Regions from separate parts of the Triticum aestivum genome. Here region 2 is linked to region 1. Evidence: chromatin contacts called from public Hi-C data. All regions are on one chromosome and are shown on one strand. Each heading gives the region's core, a stretch centred on a gene start, on an enhancer-like site or on the middle of the called end of the contact. The rest is flanking DNA. Distances are from core to core; before and after follow the strand shown.

What was found. Hi-C and Micro-C count contacts between places; a contact is called where the count stands out from the background.
Region 2: a Hi-C map of leaf shows a contact between it and region 1, with 9 times the contacts expected there. The contact joins the enhancer-like site here to the promoter of LOC123122407 in region 1. A contact is called at or near these places in 1 of 5 Hi-C or Micro-C datasets (leaf) and 1 of 1 datasets of contacts at active chromatin or transcription factors (leaf).

The regions. Positions count from the first base shown.
Region 1 is chr5D:429,321,033-429,324,760 of IWGSC CS RefSeq v2.1, reverse strand. LOC123122407 (la-related protein 1B) reads left to right here and starts at 2,252. Exons shown (of 7, transcript XM_044542599.1): 1 at 2,252-2,717; 2 at 2,868-3,627; 3 at 3,707-3,728. The coding sequence starts at 2,388.
Region 2 is chr5D:429,358,558-429,362,425 of IWGSC CS RefSeq v2.1, reverse strand. No RefSeq gene overlaps it. Among protein-coding and RNA genes, the nearest start is that of LOC123122407, 38 kb to the right of the region's middle. Within about 2 kb of position 2,030, at least 1 of the 8 cell types and tissues checked has an H3K27ac peak or open chromatin away from gene starts, as enhancers often do. A contact at or near this core is called in leaf, where this site is marked.

The DNA of each region.
Region 1 (3,728 bases), core at 1,003-3,502:
GTCGGGCGTGTCCGTGCGACACACCCACGACCGACCCACCCATCCATCATCTATCCATCCGTTGCCTGGGAAGAAGAGACGAAGAAAACTGAGCAACTTTGTCGCCCACGGAACTGAAAGGCGCGGCATGGGGCGGGGGCCCCAGCGCGCGCACCCGGCACGCCATCGCCACCTGAAAAGAACGTCCAGATCAAGACAGAGCGGCGCCTCCACCCGGGCCCGGGGCTCTGAAATCTGAATCAGATCGAATCCAACCACTTTTGTTGACCCGACCCGGCCGATCGACTTGGTGGCCTTTCCTCTTTCCTCTTCTCCCCCTTTCCGCGCGCACTTGAAAGCAGGCTTCGGCTTCACGCACGCACGCACGAACCGGCCCACCGACCCAGCGTGTGCGTATCTATCTAGCAACGTATCGAACAAATTTCCGACCGATCCGGAGCCGAAGATCATCCAAGCCTGCGGAGACCTATGTTTATACTACGTACTGCTCGGAGTAATTCCTGGTTTCCTGGACCTTTCGATCGGTCGGTGTCCAGATTTGTGAAGAGAACAAATCTCTACTGGCGGCCGGCAAGGGGAGGGGACAGACACGGACGAAACAGCGGGGAACTTGCTGCTGGCCGGGGCAGTGCTTGGCATGCAATGGCTGCCTCGATGCCGCCCTAGACAACAGGTCTGGAGTCGTGGATTACGGCCTCTTTTTACGGCACGTGCCAGTGTGAGACGAGCTTCCATGCGAGCATGCAGATGCAGCGCCTGGACCGACGTGGAATGACCCTGCCGGACGTACACGGTATGCCTGACCTCGGTGATGGCGAGACAAGATCGAGACATACATCGACTTTCTGTTCAAAAAATGGAACCAGGTAGTGCAGATGTCAAAGAAGCTAGCTACGTACGTGGCTATGCCAATGCAAGCGGATGATACCGCTGGTCAACATGCGTCGGAATCAGATCGAGCCCGACTGCTACTTTTGTTGACCCGATTTCCTCCGGCCCGGGCATGTCCTCCTTCCTTTCGGCAGCCAAAAGGTACGTAGATTTATGCATGGATGCACGCACGAACCAGCGATCGACGGCGCAAACGTGCACCGGGAGATCAACAAATCTCCAAGCCATCCCGGGATCGGCAGTTGCAATTTCTTCCTGCCCGAGCCAGTCCATGTCCACGTCCCACGCTCCCGGAGAAAAGAAACGGAATTTGCTGGCTGGCTGGCGGCCTGGCAGGCGACACGGGGGGAAACCACAAGGAAGGAACCTGCTGCTGGCTGGCAACTGCACTGGATGGATGCATGCAGCGATTGCCTCGATGCCTTGAGCAAACAACATGGGTCGTGTGATCAGCAAGTAGTCGTGCCAGCATGGAGTTCTATCTATCTATCTGTCACGTCTCACTGGCCAGTCACCACACGGTGACAGTTTTCCTTTTGGTTTGTTCCACGGGTTTACAGACCGTTTTCTTTACATTTTTTACGGTGCCAGGCGGCGAAGTGGTCCTAGCTTCTGCCGCCATAACACAGACGCCGCATGGGCGAGAAGAAGGCCATGGGCGCGTGCCGCGGCGACAGTCTGCGCGGCGCCTTCAGTTGCTGGTTAATGGCGTGCATACAAAACTCAGGGTCAAACACGTACGCACGGTGGGACGAAACGGCAGCTGGTCCACGTCGTGCCGCCGCTCACTGCTCACGTACGTATGCATACAAAACACAGAGTCGAACAACACTACACGACCGTATTGATCAGCGCGTGGAGACGATCTCCTGGTCTGAAGCCGGGACCGGTTAACTGTTAGCCAGTCCACATACTACCACTGTACTAGTGCTACTACTAGTGAAGAGTCGCTGGGTGGTCATGCAAAGCGTGCCACGCTGCTGATAAATCGCACGCATATCCTATGCACGTACGGCACTCCTCCTCCTCCTAATAGTAGTACGTACATGAGGTGACGTGCTAATTCCATTTTTTTCGTTTATTACAAGTGAAATACTAGATTGTTTTTTAAAATTTAGAAGTAAAATAATCTGGTAACATGTGTGATGTGTCAGTCTTAGCACGGCCATTGTCTGTTCAGGAGCGCGGCGGCGACAGTTGGGAAATACGCACAACAAAATCATTCTGTCCTGGGGAGGGGAGGGCGTGCCTTTTCCCGGAAATGCCCCGCGGGTTGCCCTAGAACTTCCCACCTACCCTCCACCGCCGCCGCTCCTCAACTCCCCTCCGGCTCCATCCCATTTTTCCACCCCCCACCACCTCTCTAGTCCCTCCAGCCGCTGCCCCCTCCACCCTGCCTGCAGCCTCCTCCCCCTCGTCGCCTCCGTTCCCGATTAAATCGCAATCCAAAACCCCCCTCCGGAACTCCAGCCCCCGCCGCCCCGCCTCTCCCTGCCATGTCGCCGGCCGCTGGAGGCGCCGCGCCCACGCAACCGGCGGCCACCGCCGGACTGGCGCCGGCGGCGATCGCCGCGCCGCCCCAGGCCCCGTCGCGGGTGAACCCGCGCGATCCGGCCGCGCAGGCGGAAGGGGCCGATCCCGGCAATGCGGCGGCGAGGAAGACGGCGTGGAACGTGCCGCCGCCGCCCCCGGCCCCCGTCGGCGGCATCATGGGCGGCGACGAGTCCTGGCCGGCGCTCGCGGACGCGGCCGCGCGGGCCTGGCCCAAGTCCTCCTCGTCGGACTCCCTCAAGTCCCTCTCCGACGGCTCCGCCCCCTCCCCGCCGGTAACTGAATCTCGCCATCAACTTCACACGTGTTCTTTGCTTATGCATCTAGCAAGCCATCTCCCGTATTTAGTTTTTTTTTCAGCAATACCCGATGAGTTTTTTTTTTTTTTTTTTGTATCTGATGAATGAATCTGTGGATGAAATCAGGAGGATCCGATTGTGCCACTGGTGCCACCGCAGCCGCAGCTACAACCAGTTTCTACTCCGATATCCGCTGCCTCAAGTCCAGGCCCTGCCTCTACCTCTCCTCCTCCTAGTGCCAGTGCCACCACCACGGCCTCGTCGCCGCAGAACGGCAGCACTAGCCAGCCAATTTTAGTTCGGCATGGTGGTGGTAACGGTGGTAACAATGGAGGGGGCGGCGATGGCAATGTGAGCACTCATAGCCAGAGCACCGGTAATTATAGCAGTGACGGGAACAGCAGTAGTGGTGGTGATGGTAACTGGAATGATGGGGGTCTTAGTGGTGGCAACAACTTGAATTCTAGTGTTCATAGCGGCGCCATTGGTGGCAGAGGTATTGACAATAGTAGGAGAGTGTTCGGTAGTAACAATTGGAATGGCAACGGTCGTGGTGGTGGCAGCTACAACAATGCCACCGGCAGCGGTGATGGGGGCAACAGATATAACGGCGGTAGTGGCAGCGGCCACTGGAACAATAATGCCCGACATGGTAGTGGTAATAGCAATGGCTTTGGTGGTCGTGGCGGTCGGAATCGCCGTGACCATGAAAGAGGGAGTAATTTCTCACCAAGGGGCTATTCCCGTACATTGCCAGTGCAGCAGCAGCAGCCGGGCTACTACCAGCCTGGTCCATTTCAACGACCACCACCGCCATCACCTGCTGCTGCCCATTTCATGGTGCCACAACCTTTTGTGCCATACGTTCAACCCATTCCGTATCCTGGTAAGTCAGTTCATCCCGTGTCATCCTTTGATATAAATTCTTCTCTTTGATGTAATGTGGTTGGTGTGGCAATCTGCAGCTGATTTACAAGCCTCCTATCC
Region 2 (3,868 bases), core at 781-3,280, 38 kb before region 1:
TTTCATCTTACTGTATATCATCTCTCCTTTGATAGCATCTTCAGAACTAATTTTTTTACACAACCTCAAATCAAAGGAAGCGCAAATTGAATTTATCCCATAACAAGAGTAATATTGCCTTGTTTTTCCCCTTCTTCACTCTCATCGCGGCACGAATTATGCCTGGAGAGAGTAAATATTTAGAAGTGTCAGTAGAGTTACATGGAACTTCCGATTAGAGCTCAGCCACCTCATCGGAGTCGTCCCCGGCCAATAACCAAAACCGGCCACTGGCCAGCGACACCCCTACTCCATGGCCATGGAGCGAGCGAAGCTGAACAGGCGAGGGAAGCGCGGCGACCTCCTAGGAAGAGACGCAACGTCGTTTGGCCTTCTTTCTCTTGATAGGGACCGCCATCGTCACCCTCTGCCCCACCTCTACATCCTCGTCCACCTCTGCCTCCGAATCTGAACTGGTCACCATCGGCCGTACGCTCGACCCCAGCAGCGAAGCCGGCAGCGCCATGACCGCTCCCACCACCATCTCCGATGACCCCGCCAGGGCGGCGCAGTGACATCTGAACAATCTCCACTTCCGCATCTGTCATGGATTGTCGGAGGTAGCTTCCTCCAACGCTCAGAGCAGCATCTTCAGAGAGCCCACCGCCCGCCCATAGGGGGACAGGTGGAGGTCCTCTTCCTGAGTGAGCATGCGGAACGCCCTTGCCACGACAGCTTGCATGTCCTCTCTCTCCACGAACCAAGAGAGGATCTCCCACATCCTCTCCATCTTCAGTTTGTTGCCTCTCGCAAGCTCCAACATCCTGGCTTCGAGCTTCAGCTTCCAGTGCGCCATCAAACCCTAGCTTTGGTCGAGATTTTGGGTATGGAGGAGGGGAATCGCACTCGTCGAGAGGAGAGGGGATGGAATACACCTGACTCCCCTGACCAGCCTTAAAAGCTCGACAGCCATGGCGGTCCGCCTCCCTCCCCTCCTCGAACTCCGCAACATGCCAAGCCGCACCCTGCAGCCGCCCAACCAATGATATGTGACAAGGGAAATGGACTTGAGTGCCCTCACCTATTGTCTCACTCTCGCGCACCGCCCGCTCATCAACGTGAACCCCTCGATCATTGAGAAGGACCAGCCGCCGCAACTTGCCTCGTCGGAGCTGGATTCCTCGCCGGAAAACGAGCAGAGCCGGCGCACGGAGGTCAGAGACCAGGTGCACCGCCCAGCACAGGTCGCGTGAGTCGTCTGCCATCCGGTGGTCACTCCCTTGAGATCTTCCCTAGATTTGTCTTGTCGGCGCTGTGGGCACGCACATACTCTGGTTGGTGGGGGCGCTCCCTTCATTTCCATGGTCAAAAAATAATTAGAACCAACCATCTGCATGAGCGTGAGGGAGCACCGCCCCGGCCGGGATCGATCCTTCGGACAACATTCTCCGGAGCTGGGGGCGCTACTGCCTGCCTACCCAATCAACACTATGGGATTGACCATGAAAGGCAACGTGTGGAAACGAACAGATTCATCTGCACCGGTGAATATGTATAGTTTACGTGCATGAACGAGTCTATGATGTAGACGTCATAAATTTATATATTTTTCATATTGCAAACATGTACCATTGTTAATCACCCCTCTCAAGAAAGAGCACATGTTATTCACGACTCATGGTTAGGAAATAGAGAACCACGCTGGTTTATCATCTCTCTTCCTGCGTAATAAAGAGAGATGATTCTAGTTCTGGTTTAGAACTGCAACTGCAATGCGCGAATGCGGCCCAAAACAACAAGCTCGCTTGTGTGTGTGTGTGAGAGAGAGAGCCGGGTAAGAAACGAGAGGACATGCGTGCGTGCATGTCGCGCGCAAGCAAAGTGTGGACGAATGCGCCCCAAGCCAGCTCCTTCCCTAATCCCTGTCCACGCCACCACGCGCAAGTGATTTCCATCTACCATCTGTACGCAAAAGAAAGAAGTTACACCACAGCGACAGGCCGCGACGTTCAGACACGTACGTAGGCGGCACGCCGTAGTTCGTAGCCAAAGCGGCTCGATCGCGGTGCACGGCGCCAAGGCTACCGTGTTTCCGTCCCGTTGCGTGGAGTGGCGGTAGCGCAAAGCACGTTCGGCACGCGCAGCACGCGGCGACAGAGACCGTGCATATCCATATCCTCATTAAAAAGGACAGAGACCATGCTGGATTTTTTTTTAAGTTGATGGTGACTTGTTCAACATTTTTTTAAATGGTTGATTAACATTTTATATACATGATTAATAAACTTCATCATTTTTAATACATGATCAACATTTTAATACACATATTTAATATATTTTTTAATGCTTGATTAACATTTTTCAAATAATTGTTCAACATTTTTTAAAATGCTTGATTAATGTTTTTATATACATGATCAAGATTTTTTTGAAATAATTGTTCAACATTTTTCAAATAGTTCTTCAATACTTTTTCAACATTTTTAGTTCGAATGCTTGATTAACATTTTTATATACATGATTAACATTTTTTCAAATACTTGTTCAACATTTTCCAAATACTTGTTCAACATATTTTAAATGTTTTTTTAGAGTTTTTAAAATATATATAAGCATTTAAAAAATGTTAAATGTGTATAGAAAGAATGTTGACCGTGTATGAAATAAATGATGAATCTTTTTGATCATGTATATAAAAATGTTATTTAACCATCTGAGAAAATGTTGAACAAGTATTTGAAAAATATTAATCAAGCATTTAAAAAATCTTAAATGTGTATATAAAGAATGTTGACCGTGTATTAAATTAATGATGAATCTTTTTGATCATGTCTATAAACATGTTAATGAACCATTTGAAAAAATGTTGAACAAGTATTTCAAAATATTAATCAAGCATTTGGAAATGTTAAATGTGTAAATAAAAAATGTTGACCATCTATTTAAAAATGAAAAAAACATATCACATATATAAAAAAATGTTGAACAAGTATTTCAAAAATCTTAATCCAGAAATTGGAAAATGTTAAATGTGTATAAAAGATGTTGACCATGTATCAAAAAAAATTAAATTTGTATTGTAAGAATGTTGAGTATGTATTAGAAAAATGTTGTTGACATATACAAAACAATATAGAATAAAGCAATAAGAAAAATATAATAAAACCCCAAAAGAAATAAAATAAACCAAAGAAAAAAACAAAGAAGCAAATGCAATAAATATTTAAAAAGGAGAAGAAAAATAAAATAGACAAAATTAAACAAATAAAATTAAAAAAAACATCAAAAGAAAGAAAAGAAAAAACCAATAAAAAGAGAGAAGATGCGGAGAAAAGAAGCAAAAAAAAAAAACAATGGAAAAACCAGGCTCGTTTAGACTTAAGAACTACCGCCCTACATCAGAAACACTCATGAGAGCCTAGGCAGGGTTCGAATCCTGCGCGTCTCCATTTCTCCTCACCTTTTTCCTTTATTAATTGCACACGCGTGGGCTGGCCCAATGCAATAAATAGTCGCAGCGAGCCCGTTTCAGGAAGAACACGACAAGCCTTGCAATTGGGCCGGTGTTTGTAGCCCAGCCAAACGGAACCTCATCTCTCTCTCTCGGTTTGACTAGAAGGCTGACGAAAATCATTAGGATATATGGCCCAATTTATAGAGAGCAACTAGTTGACGAGCACTCCTTCGCCGAAATCACTAATTAAGGAGTACTAATTGCACTCTATTTTCCCATGTCGTGACAAGTGGCGCACATGCAGCGTCACTTGTCACAACCTGGGAGTTTTCCCTTTTTTCGTACATCCGTTTATTCAAAACATTTTATCTCTTAAACCGTACGTCCAAATCTCGAACCGTTTTCCCCATTGGATTCCTCGCGTCGAGATCTTCA